2 separate regions of the Anas platyrhynchos genome follow, and region 1 is linked to region 2. The links are chromatin contacts, called in public Hi-C maps. All regions are on one chromosome and are shown on one strand. The core of a region is the stretch at or near the end of the contact, and the rest is flanking DNA. Distances in the headings are between cores, read along the strand shown. Region 1 holds the start of LRRC1 (leucine rich repeat containing 1). Region 2 overlaps LRRC1 (leucine rich repeat containing 1).

Region 1 (6,366 bases), core at 3,315-5,814, 70 kb before region 2:
TTACTTCAGACGCACAAAAGCTTTGTAGACGTGAGGCCTGTGCCTAGGTAACCAGAATTGGTAGCTCGGCAATCAATAGAGGAATGCTTCGTAGTTACACCTACCTGCTGCTTGTACAACCCCCTCTAAACAATTTAAACAAAACCTGAAGAATAAATGTGGTTGGCGTCCTCAGCCAGCAAAACTGAGAGGAGAAGTATGTCAGTGCTAATTAACTCCAGCACACTGCCAGGCCTGGCTCTCAGCAGCTCTGCAGGCTTTCTGCTTGCTGGTGCCTCCGTAGTATTCACGTTTAATTTGGGTGGAGGGGTGGGTAGATACTTTCCAGCAGCAATCAGAGGCTGTGTATGGAGAGTACCACTGGGTTGTTGCACCCCAGCCTGCTCCTGTCACCTGCAGTACTTGAGTCTTTCCTTCTTTGTGCTCTTCTTGTTTTGCCCCAGCCTCTTCATGCTCTGTAATTGCATCTCCATTTCTCTAAGGGCGGTAGGGAAATGTGGCTGGGGGAGGGAGAAAGTCCCTAATGCAGACGAGACTTCAGGAACTTGCCCTGCTTTTTTTTTTTTTTTATAATTATTTTTCCTAGTGTTAATTTAAATGCATTTTGAACTCTGAACTTTACAAACTACTTAAACAGTATCTATGCTAAAAACTGCTTCTCTCCATTCTTTTTCTCTCCATCTCTGCACGCCAGAGTGCTCCTTACTGCTAATTTCTAACTGAATATTCCTGTCTCCACTGGAGCAGCACTCACCTCCTCCACACTCACCCCAACTCCTGGGTATCTGTGCTTTATGGCCTTTTGTAAGTATCTCAAAACGTGATGCTGCCTGCTTGTGCTGCAAACAAATGGGGTGTTTCTTTAGAAAAACCAGAGATCTTTCTGCCTGATCAGTGCTGAGGAGGGAGTATCTGCAGCCTGACCTTGCTCTCGCTTCTTTTGAATAATAACTTTGGGGAATTCTCCCTGAGGTTGGCATAACCTAATCTATATTTTACATTTCATTGTCTGAGAGCCTTAAAGCTCACATAAAAGTATTTTTTTCTTGAAGAGCACATAGAAGGACAGCGTCTAGAAAGAGAAACACTGATTTTCAACACTGATGTTCTTGCCTCTGTACCCAGACCAATCTGGAAGTGGCTGAAGGATGGCAGTTTGATAGTCGAAGGCATTAAGTTTTCGGTCACGACCTTTCTCCCAAATTTAAATTATGATGTGACTGTACGTGAAGCTGATACCCCACTGCCATTCCCAGCAGTGAGTGGGGTGATCCAACACAACCCTGCCAGCAGTCCTGCACAGAGAGATTGCTCTTGTACCTGGGCTGTGAATATCTGGGGGTGCAACCAGCTCTCAGGAATCAATCTTCCTTAAAAGAAGGATGTGTTTGATAACAAATTCTCCTGTGTTTATACCTTAACAGTGTTTAACAGAGCAATGGTGAATGACACAAAGCCTGATGTGGGTTGCCCAGCCAGAAAGAGATGTGAACTGTGGCACCATGGTGAGAGCAGACTTCATCTATTCCCCTCTGAAGCTGAGTTCAGAGAAACCTGACTGCGTCCACCTGAGGCTGAATAAAGCAGCCTGCCAAGAACGATCCATGAAGCTGCTCCTGATGTTAATTTCTCTAGCAAAGGAGGCAATGGGATTACCTCTCTTACAAATTTCATACAGGCTCTGGGCGTTGTTGGGAGAGTTGTAAAATAAAGCCTGTTTGTCCCAAGGAACTGAAATTAAGCCAACCAGTATACAAGAGCACTGAAGTACTTGGAGAAGCACTAGGAAGAGAGAGAGAGAGAGAGCGAAGGAAGAGAAGGAAGGAAGGAAGGAAGGAAGGAAGGAAGGAAGGAAGGAAGGAAGGAAGGAAGGAAGGAAGGAAGGAAGGAAGGAAGGAAGGAAGGAAGGAAGGAAGGAAGGGAAAAAAAGAAAGAAAGATGAAAAGACTTCCATAAAAAGGTCAGAATAAAAGTGAAAATACAACAAACTGAATGGCTATCAAATGGCAGTCTGGAGCCAGGTAATCCCCTGCAGAACTGGGAGAGCAACAGCCCTCACTTCCTTCTGTAGGCGAGCCACACCTTGGCTTGCCATGGATCTGTGTAAACCAGCAGGATTGCTGCTATCAGAGAGGGCAATACTTCTCTGAGCCCTAGGGGGGACAATTGCCCCAAGTAAGAAGTTTGTCAGATACGTGCACATACAAATCCTGGCAACCTGCTGTCCCCTGCTGCTTGCTCACGGAGGCACGTAGGTTCTCCCAAGTGCTGCTAATGAGTCTCCTTATTAGATCACCATTTTCCTTTCTCACCCCTTTTCAAAGACGTCTCACACAAATACTTACCCCAACATGAGGTTGCTTTTCTTCTGGGCAAAGGGGATAGAGAATTGGCCTCGTTTTAGGGAAGGGTTTTTTATTGCTGCTATTTCTCAGCACAAAAGGACAATAGAGACTAGTAACTCATTACACCTCCCAAAGCTGGACGGGTTTATTTACAAGCTGAAGTTCAGGATGATGCTTTCAGCTATGAGAATAGTGTTTCCTCAACAAAGGTGCTGGTTTGCCTCTCAGCCTCCTTGATGCCTGTTTCCATACCATGAGTTTAGCCACAGGCTATATCTTCAGGGCCACTGGTCCAAATGTGATGTCCAAAGCTCCTAAGTATTATATGGTGAAGGGAGAGCTTAACAATATTGAGGCATTTTGTCATCACGCTGTCCCCTGGACTGCCTGACACTCATGAGAAGCATGCAAACACTTTGCTTAATTCTTCAGTGAAGTACCCAGGCTCACCCCACAGTCACTGTCACCCTCCTGTTACTGTCCAGACTTGTCACAGTGAGACCCAGTCATGAGACACATGACAGCATCAGTGACACTTCATGCCAAACTGTGTGTCCATGTCACACCAGAAAGGATCAAGCCCTTTACAAGCCCCAGGGACAACCATTCTGTCCTCGTGTCGGCTTCTGTACCCACCAGCTCCGCACTCCTGCAGTGATTCCCAGAGGAGGGGCATTTTCTTTTGGTCAAGTCCTCTGCTGCACGGCTTCCACTTTGTCCTGCTTCTTTGAAGGGTTTCCCAGAGAGAGAGTCACCGAGGAGCCTCCATGGTCACTGCATTTAGGTTGGTAGTGCCCAACTGACCACCAAGACCCTCTTAGTACTACAGCTGGCTGTTCTTCCTTCCACCTCTGAGATCTTGGGGACAGAGTCCTGGATCCCTGCTTTTGCCAGGCCCTGCGCTGGTGCTCAACACGTTTGTTTGATTTTCTCCTGTCTTCTATGCCCCGTGGTTATCTAATCTCATGGCCAGGGGTTGGGACAGCCTGAGAATGCTGGTGCACACCCACCCTATTTACAAGCACACGTGGACATAGATTTATTGTTATTTATAAGCACACGTGGACACAGATTAGCAGATTTCTTTACATACTTTATTTAGATTTTGGGAGTTTCCATGGATTTTTTTTTTTTAATTACTGAATGTATTGGTTGAAGAAATTCTTGCTTCTGACAGCTCCTTAAGGTACATATGTGTGAAATGTGTTATTATACAATAATGCATATCAGTGGTAACTTTTAAAAAGTTTCTTAGCAATCTGTATAGCAGTCCACAGTCCTAAAATGTCCTTTTAACAACTAAAAGTGTGCAGACCCCTGCGATTCCCACAGAAATTACCCAAGTTTATCTCGCAAGATTTATCCGGTAAGAAGAAAATTGCCCTTTTATGACTGGGTATTCTCAGCAGCATGCAGGGGCAGAGGCTGCTGTGATGAACTTCCCCCTTTGCCCCATTCCTGTATCTGCACGCAGTGATAATTAGGCAAGAAAATCGGAGCATTTCAGAGAAACTCTGACGTCAAATGCCTGTTTCTGAGCGTGTTGTATGTCCCCATGTGGTTCCCCAGACCAGCGCTGGGCAGCCAACTGGCGGGGATGCTCTGGATGTGGGCTGAGGGTTTGGGAAGGGGATTTTAGAATCACAGCATCATAGAGGATGGAGAAGATCTCCAAGATCATCTGGTCAAACCATCCCCTTATGACCAATGTCACCCACTAAGCCATGTCCCTAAGCACCAGGTCCAACCTTTCCTCGAACACCCCCAGGGACGGTGACTCCACCACCTCCCTGGGCAACCCGTCCCAGTGCCTGCCTGCTCTTTCTGAGCAGAAATGTCTCCTCATTTCCCACCTAAACCTCCCCTGGTGCAACTTGAGGCCATTCCCTCTGGTCCTGTCGCTGGTTACCTGTGAGGAGAGGAGACCCCCGGCTCCCCACACCTTCCTCTCAGGTAGCGCTTTCAGGAAGCCCTGAGGATAACAGCATTCAGATAGATATAGATATATGGATATTAATGGCACGGTCTGCCACAGCAGCATTGTCCCGTCCCTGCAGTCACCCTGCCCGGCACCCAACCACCGGGGAAAAGCCAAACGCGACCGCGACCCCCGGGCAGGGCAGGGCGGGCTGGGGACCCCCCCGGCAGCACGGCGCGGCCCCGGGGCGGGCCCCGCTGATGTCAGGCGGGACGGGGGAGGGAGGGAAGAGGGAGGGAAGGGAGAGCAGGAGGGAGGGCAGGCAGGGAAGGAGGGGGAGCGGCCGCCGTGTTCCGGGTCAGGCGCGGGAATGCGCGGCGGCCGCCAGCAGCGCTGCGCCCGGCGCCCCGCGATGCCCCTGCGGGGACGGCAGCGGCCCGGCGCCGAGCACTGAGGGGGGGGCGGCCGCTCCCGGCTCCTCGCTCCCTGCTCCGCGGCTCTCTCGGCCGTCCCCTTTCTGCCAGCCTCCGGCGGCCGCCTCGCTCGCCCCGGGGGCCCCGCTGCTGGCCGCTGGATGCGGCTTGCCCGCCGCCTCCCCCCCGGCGGGGCGTCGCGGCGATGTTTCACTGCATCCCCCTGTGGCGCTGCAACCGCCATGTGGAGTCCATCGACAAGCGGCACTGCTCGCTGGCCGCCGTGCCCGAGGAGATCTACCGCTACAGCCGCAGCCTGGAGGAGCTGCTGCTGGACGCCAACCAGCTCCGGGAGCTGCCCAAGGTGAGCGGGGCGAGCAGACGACCCCCCGGTAATCCCCCCGGGGGTGTTCGGGGCTTTGGGGGTGCGGGCAGGTGCCCGGGGGCAGCGCGGGGCGGGAGGGGGCAGCGCGGCCATTTCACGCCGGTTGCCGCTCGGCTCGGCCCGGCCCGCCCCAGCCCAAGCGGATCCTTTCACCCCGACCCCATAAAGGAGGGGAATGGAGGCAGCGTAGCCCTCCCCGCTGTAAAACACCCCCTTCGGCAGCCAGCACCGTGCACGTCCCTCTGCACGACTCCCTGAAACTACCTTGCGCCTCTGCCTTCCCATCGCCACAGCCCCCCTTTGCTTGTCAGCGCCTCGCTTCCTCCAAAAAAAAAAAAAAAACCACCACAAAACCCATCCAGATTCCTGTTTATGCAGCTTTCTGATAATAAAAAGCAACGCTTCTCTCAGCCCAGCTTCACGGCGCTTGGGACGTGCAGGCTGGCACCTGGTGGCTTTGCTGGAGAAACTTTATGGCAGGATACCTCAGCGCGATACTCGGCCACCCGGCCGCCACACAGCGCGATCCACGCTGGGCTTGGTAAACCAAGGGCATTTTTCAGAGCTTCCTCTTGAAACTTCAGGCTCCTCGCAAGCCTGTGGCTGGTAACACGAGAGGGGAAGCGTTATCGAGAAGCTGGACCTCGGAGTGTGAAACTCGCCCTGCCGTGGAAGCTGAGCAGCCGAACTTGGTAGCCAGAAACACGCTCAAAAGCACCCTTGTTTCTGCCTGAACCAAAGTTGGTCTGTTCACGCTAAAACTTAAACAGCATTACTTTTTTTTTTCTTTTTTCCACACTCATTACTCTTACGTAAACTTCTTCTCACGTAAGGAGAGTAAGTATGAGGAAGAAGTCCTTGCGCAGGCAGCAGTAAAGATGTTTAGTTGAAATGACTTATTATGTATTTGGCTTTTTCTTCTGAAAAACCCAGAAACAGGTTTGTGCCTTGTTGTGACTGGGCTCTTTATCCTTCTGAAGTAGAGCAAAACTGGTTTACATAGCCTCAGTGTGGGTGCTATTTTTACTTCCAGCAATTTCTGCTGGCTTTGTGCACAGGCTAGGCGCATGAGCCTTTTTTTTTTTTTTTTTTTTTTTTTGTGTACTGGACTTTTTTCATAGTGCTGGCTTTCAAGCTTGTACCCTTTTTATTATAGGAGTACTGAATGTGTGTGGTTTCAATCCCACTGTGAACCATGGCTCTCCCTTTGAAAAAGAAACCAAGCCCCCCAAACTGGTGGCTGTGTACAAATGTAAATGATGAATGCGGATATGTCTGTTGGTGGTGGTATTACATACAATTTAT
Region 2 (6,089 bases), core at 1,008-3,507:
TGTGTCTTCCCCTGCTGTTGAAACGTTCCTGTCGTCTCCTGGGACCTCACTGAACCCCTTTTTTGTTTTTAACCAGAACCTGATTCATCATCTCCATATATGTGAAAAGTGCTGCCCACTGGAAGAAAGTGCCTTATTTCATCCAGGCAGTGAACCAATAATTTCCAAATCAATATTGTAATTTTAATAGTACTACGCTTTTTAAAGTATAATACACTACTGTATGCAGAATACAATATTTTTGTCTTAAACACAGGGGAAATAATGCTCTTCATTTCCAGAGTGCTGGGATATCTTTTTCCCAGTGGCTGGATGTGCTGGTGAGAAATTTAGTTTTGTGGAAAAGATACAATTTTTTTTATTTTTTTGGCAGCTCAGATGGTGTAAATTTTAAAATTTTGTATAGGACTTTCATAACAAAACGATGTATTTCATTTTTAAGAGAAAATTTATCTTGAGCGGTACATATTTTAGTATTTGTGGAAGAGAACAAGTTTCATGGACAACTGTACTCATTTGTTTGTACCACCCATTGTGCCTTATTGTGTCTTATATGTCATACTAGTCTTAAATATAGAAATCCTTGAAGAAAGTGAGTAGATCTGAACTTGGTCTTCTGTTTTAGATACGTTTTTCTTTTCAGACAGTAATTTGTTGAGATTTTTACAAAACAGAATTTACGTTTATGTCATGGGATTTTAGTTCGTGAAACACAAATGTTAGTTTTGTTGTGTACGGAATTAAGATTAAAATGACCAAACTGCTATTGTTTATTACATAATGCACTCACACTTTAACTTAGTTGTAAGGAAACATCTTGTTTTGGATGCAATGTTGCATTGCAGTCACTAGAAATTCATGCTTCCATTGTTGTTTTTAAACGTGCCATCTGTAAAATAACTTGAAAAACAGCACGATAGACTTTCAGAAGCACAGTATGAAACTAGTTTTATGTATTACGCAAGAAAGCATGATTCTTTAAAGTGCTTTGGTGGTTTTATATACTTATATAAAACCATAATAAAAAAATCTTTAAAAGCTTCGGTATATTTATTGTATCATTAAAACAGCAATTAAAGTATGTATGGATTAATACTAGAATTTACAATCATTGTTACTGTGTTGCACTTAGAGTGGTCCAATGCTGATTTCAAGGTCTTATTATATCTGTGGGTTCTGGTTTGTTTACAAAGGTAAGTATGAACTGAGCTGATTCAGTAAATAACAATTTTACAAAAGGCTGATAAAGACTGATTTTTGGTGTCTATGGGGTTCTGTGTGTGCCGTGAACTAACAAAGATCTCTGACTTGTTCATCATGGGAACTTGAGCAGTCTGAGTTCAGAGCAAAGATTTGACGTGTTTTGTGTGAACTAATGCAACGAACCCAAATTTCAACAAAATGGAAGACAGGACAACATCTGCATGTATGGCTAGCCGCATCCCTTCTTCTGCCAGACATTTCTTCTAGCAAGTGTTGGTTGCATAGAGTTTTGGGGAGAAGATGGGAAAGGAGGAAATCGAGGGAGTCACGATAACTTCTGTGTTAAAATTAACAACCTGTAGTGTTTGATAATTTTTGTAATTTAACTTCATAACTTTTAAGTTGAGGCTTTTACAAACATCATTACTTTCTTTTTGAAATCAAGCAGGGTATCAAGGTATTGCAAGCCATCTCCAAATATTCAAATCTAAACTGGCAAAATATATTAGATTTTTCATTATTTCTTCTCACCTCAGTCATTCCTCATTTACACTTTGAGGCTTGAGCTTTTGGCAGGAGCTGCTGTGGTTTGATAGGTGTTAGGTTAGTTCAGGCAGGGACAGTGCAATTTCGTTCTTCCCAAGGCAGAGTTCTGCCACTTGTTCTTGGTAAGCTGCTATTAAAGGAAAATGAGAAAGAAAATGAGGGTTTGGTACAGTTGACTCCAACTTTGAGTAGAACTTTCCTTTTAAAGTAGTTACTGGAATTGGCACATCCAAAAGCTTAAAAAGGATAGGAAACTGTAAGGAGAGTCCAAGTAAACCTCAGCAAATCCATTTAAATGAGAGGGAAATTAGTTCCTAAAAAAAGACAGACCAGAGACAAAGGCAACAAGACTGTGTACTCTGTGGTGACAGCTATAATGTTTTTCATTTAGAGGCTGTGGTTTGTTTTGTTTTTTAGCGTCTGCTCCAGATATAAACAAGAGAGCTCAATCAGCAAGATGAAATGAATGTGTAAAGCTTGGATTTGGGCCTTGCCTAATGCACTGTCAGATGAAAATAATTAACAGCTTGTGTGTACCTACTCCCTCCTGCCGAAGTCGGAATAATCTGTAAACCTTGCAATAGCTTAATGACAAAGCACCTTATCATTATTCTATTCTAAAAATGAGCTTTTTGGTCCCTCTGAGGAGACCTTAGAGTGTAGAAATGAGGCAGTTGGATTAGCTGATCTCTGAAGGCTCCTTCCAGCTGAACTCTTCTAGTAGGCAGTTTCTTTCTGTAGACCCTGGCAGGCTTGTGGAGACTGTGCTGCAATCCAAAAGCTAGCCAGAAGGCAGGCAGCACTTGCTGCGTCAGCTTTGACATAAGTAATTGCTCTGGAATCTTTTTGAGTAGTGGGAGGAATATTAGTTTTGGTTTCTCTGGCGTGTAAGCTACATGTGAAAGGACAGCAGCGAATGGGAAATCCAAACCTGTTGCCAGAAGCTGGCTGGCTAGTCTAGTGTCCCTGTGGTCATCCAAGCCTAAGACAGGTGATGTGAACTTCTTGTTGAAGGTGTTTGCCTCCACTGATTTGTAAGAAAGAGTAAAATGAGCTCCGAATATAATTCAACAGTTGTTTGGCTAGAGGTTAAAGGAGTTGATGTCCACTGAGGCACCATCCTCTAACTGTCCCCTACCTTCTCTCTCCCCCAAAACCTAAACGTTTGAGTGACAGCAGCTTTATCATAAAAGGGGGACTTCCCTGTCACTCAACCTGATCAAAACACCAGTAGCCTAGACCAGTGGTGGTCCCTCTGATCTCTCGAATGGCCTGTATGCGTGCCACTTTATAAGGCATTTTGTACTCTACACAGTGTTGATAAGACTTGTCCTGGCAATTTTAACTGCGTTTTATAGGCAGAAAAAGCTGGCGCTGTTTATTATGCTGAAATTGTCTGTCCTTGAGAGCATGAGCTCTCCCTTCCCAGTCTGTGGCTTTATCTTTCTGATGCTTTGAGGAGCCTGAGTAATGAACACAATTTTGTAAGCATAACTTTTTTTTTTTTTTTTTCCCCTTAAACTTTTTCTGCTTTTTAAAATTGCTTTGCAACTCTTTTGGGAGCTGGTTTATGCAAGGGAAGGAATCCTGCAGTACTTGCATGCTGCTTTATTAGCCGAACAGTTAACGAGGGAAAACCAATTGACCATAGTGGTGGAGTGGGTTTAATATTAACCTGTCAGTTATTACACGCGAGTTGACTTTATTGAAAGGCACAATTGCATAGGCTTAGGAAAGCAGAAGCAGTAGTTGGTGTAGCAACAGATTTTTCCATCCCCTTTTTCTTGCCCCAGGCATTTTCCACAGTTTCCATATAATTTATATGTCACGATTATTTTTCTGGCTCGCATTCCATATTTTTGATAATTGGTGTATTGTTGTAAAGCGAGTGCTGGAAACTTGCATACCGATGTTTTTTTCCAGGAAATGACTTGCCTGTGTCCAGGACGAGCTGATCAGACTGTTTTTTGTCTAATGGGAACAGTACTTTACCACTGCTGGGCGAGCCATTTGTAGCTGATCAGCTACTTAACACATTTCACTACTTGGTGTTCACAGATTCTGCCATTGGAAGGAGAGTAATGACACTGGGAATTTAATTTTTGTAAAGTAAATTATTTTAATATACTTTAATGGTCAGTTGATATAGCCTGAAAATTGAATACACGGTTATCTGTGAAGACGTACCTCCCTCTGAGACTGGCGTGTGCTCTTTATCATAAATCTCTAGACCTTGTGTTAATGGAGAACTCACTGCCTTTCTTCGCCTTGCATATGGAAAATAAAATTACTTCAATTTTTCAGTTGTCTTGATGAGAATGTTTCCCACCTTCGGTTTCTGTCAAACACAGGAGTCGGTTCCCATGCTTAGGCTGAGGTCAGAGAAGATGGGTAAAGGGGACTGGTGTTGGCTATCAGTACATGTTTTGGGTGTTCCCTTCCTCCTGAGCTGTTTGTGACATTTTCAGCGGGATGTCGCCTTCCTCTTTCAATCTGAGCTCAGGAACATATTCAGCTTTGAAACAGCGTGATGAAAAATGTGAGATTTTTGGAGCGGAAAAGCACACACCTGGTTTGAGGGCAGCTTTGTGAGCTGCTTTACAGGAGCCATCTTATCTGCTCTTCTGGTAGGTGTTGGAGACGCTATGCATTTTATCCCTTTTTATTCAGATCTTGTGCTAACAGGATGGCCAGTGCTGGATTCAGCAAGGGCAGAGGGCTCTGAGGAGCTCAGCATGCGTGGCTGGGCTGTGCTGTGCCCGACTGAATCACCATCCCTGGAGGCCTTCAAGAAACATGTAGATGTAGGACCTAGTAGCATGGTTTAGTGGTGGACTTTAGCACTAGGTTAAAGGTGCAATCTTGGAGGTCTTTTCCAACCTGCATGATTGTGTAAACGAGGAGGAAGGATTTGTAGCAGTCTGGTTTCAAATTTGTGACTTGTTCAGGGCGTGCCTGGTGAGAGTGTACCAGCATCAGTATTAACACAGATCCTAAGAGGCCACTTACCTTTATACAGGAAAGGTCCTTGGCTGGTAAGGATGTCATCAGCACTGTCTGTGGGAAGGACTGTAGCTCCTTGGTGATGTTCAGGGAAGGGATATAGGAAACTTCCTTTTCAGTAAATACCAGGAAGTTGAGAACTGATGTTCAGTAACCTTTGACACTTGCTCTCTTAGTGCTGATCTGTTGTTGTCTTTAACTGACACCTCTGGATTTGGAGCTGAAGGCATGATAACAATCAATCAAAACCAACTCTCTGTAGCAGATGAATGCTGACTGTGGTAACTTTCTTCAAAATCCATGGGTGCACGTGCAGCTTGTAGATACCAGCAAGTCATGAGCAGCTTCAATTTCAATTTATAAGCATCCCCAGAATAATGCAGAGGTAGGACTGAATGCTTTGAAGTTAGTTTAGTGTTAGACTAGAACCACCTTCTTTTGGCACTCAAGCAAACTATGGGACTGTACTAGTGATGCAAACAGTTTGATTCTCTCTGATCTTTCCCAATAACTTGCCAGTTTTACCCAAACCCAGAATGAATGAGCTACACTAAACTATTTTGAAATTACTTCTAGCAGATACGATTGTCCTGAATTTCTGGAATATTAAGGGCGCTTGCATAGTGGATGCTTTCAGAACAACCTACAGCATGTTTTTATTTTTAGAATGGTATGTTTAGAAAATTGAAAAATGGATTCTGGCTAGTTAATGCTTGAACATCTAAGTTTAAAGTTATCTATTTACTGCTAGCGAAGTTTCCCTGTACAAGTCTTGCTTCAATAATCTGTCCAGGCAGCTGTTTTGCTGCCTCTTCTCCAGTGAAAGCGTATTCAAGTATGCCTTTGTTTCTGCAGCAATTTGGTTCGCCTTCATTCTTGTTTCATCCGAATCACACAAAGCTCTTTTAGCTCTTTGTACTTTGCAAAGGGAAAGAATCTGAAATAGTTTCCAGTTGGAATACTGAATGTTATGTGTAGCTGTACTTGAAAAGAGTGTTTATATTGTGGGAAATACATCTTTAAAGACGTTTTCTTTCCCATTTTTACTAATTACTTAAGGTGTTTATAGACAAGGATGTGTGTTTGGGGTTTCAAGTTGCAATGCAGTGGCAGGTGTATTGCCATCCATATATTCTGGGTGACGGAAAGCTCTGACAGTTTTACCTTGGGTTGTACTTGCAGGTGGTTACCAGGTTACTGCTGTAAGCATGGTGTTTCCTTGTCACTCTAGGGTTTCAGTATGGTTTTTAAGAAATGTGGGTGGTTTTCATTTCTTCTCTTTTAATATTAGAGTGTTTGGGATTCTTTTTCGTTTGCCAGAATGATTTAAGGTGATA

Evidence for each region. A called contact is a pair of places that touch in the nucleus more often than the background predicts.
Region 1: a Hi-C map of F5 follicle shows a contact between it and region 2, with 2.2 times the contacts expected there. The contact joins the promoter of LRRC1 here to the enhancer-like site in region 2. A contact is called at or near these places in 3 of 8 Hi-C or Micro-C datasets (F5 follicle, small yellow follicle and subcutaneous adipose tissue).

What each region holds. Positions count from the first base shown.
Region 1 is chr3:96,044,369-96,050,734 of IASCAAS_PekinDuck_T2T, reverse strand. It overlaps LRRC1 (leucine rich repeat containing 1), which reads left to right and starts at 4,564. Exons shown (of 14, transcript XM_027455099.3): 1 at 4,564-5,040. The coding sequence starts at 4,882.
Region 2 is chr3:95,972,034-95,978,122 of IASCAAS_PekinDuck_T2T, reverse strand. It overlaps LRRC1 (leucine rich repeat containing 1), which reads left to right. Exons shown (of 14, transcript XM_027455099.3): 14 at 1-1,101. Among named protein-coding and RNA genes, the nearest start is that of MLIP, 29 kb to the right of the region's middle. Within about 2 kb of position 2,257, at least 3 of the 8 cell types and tissues checked have an H3K27ac peak or open chromatin away from gene starts, as enhancers often do. A contact at or near this core is called in F5 follicle and small yellow follicle, where this site is marked.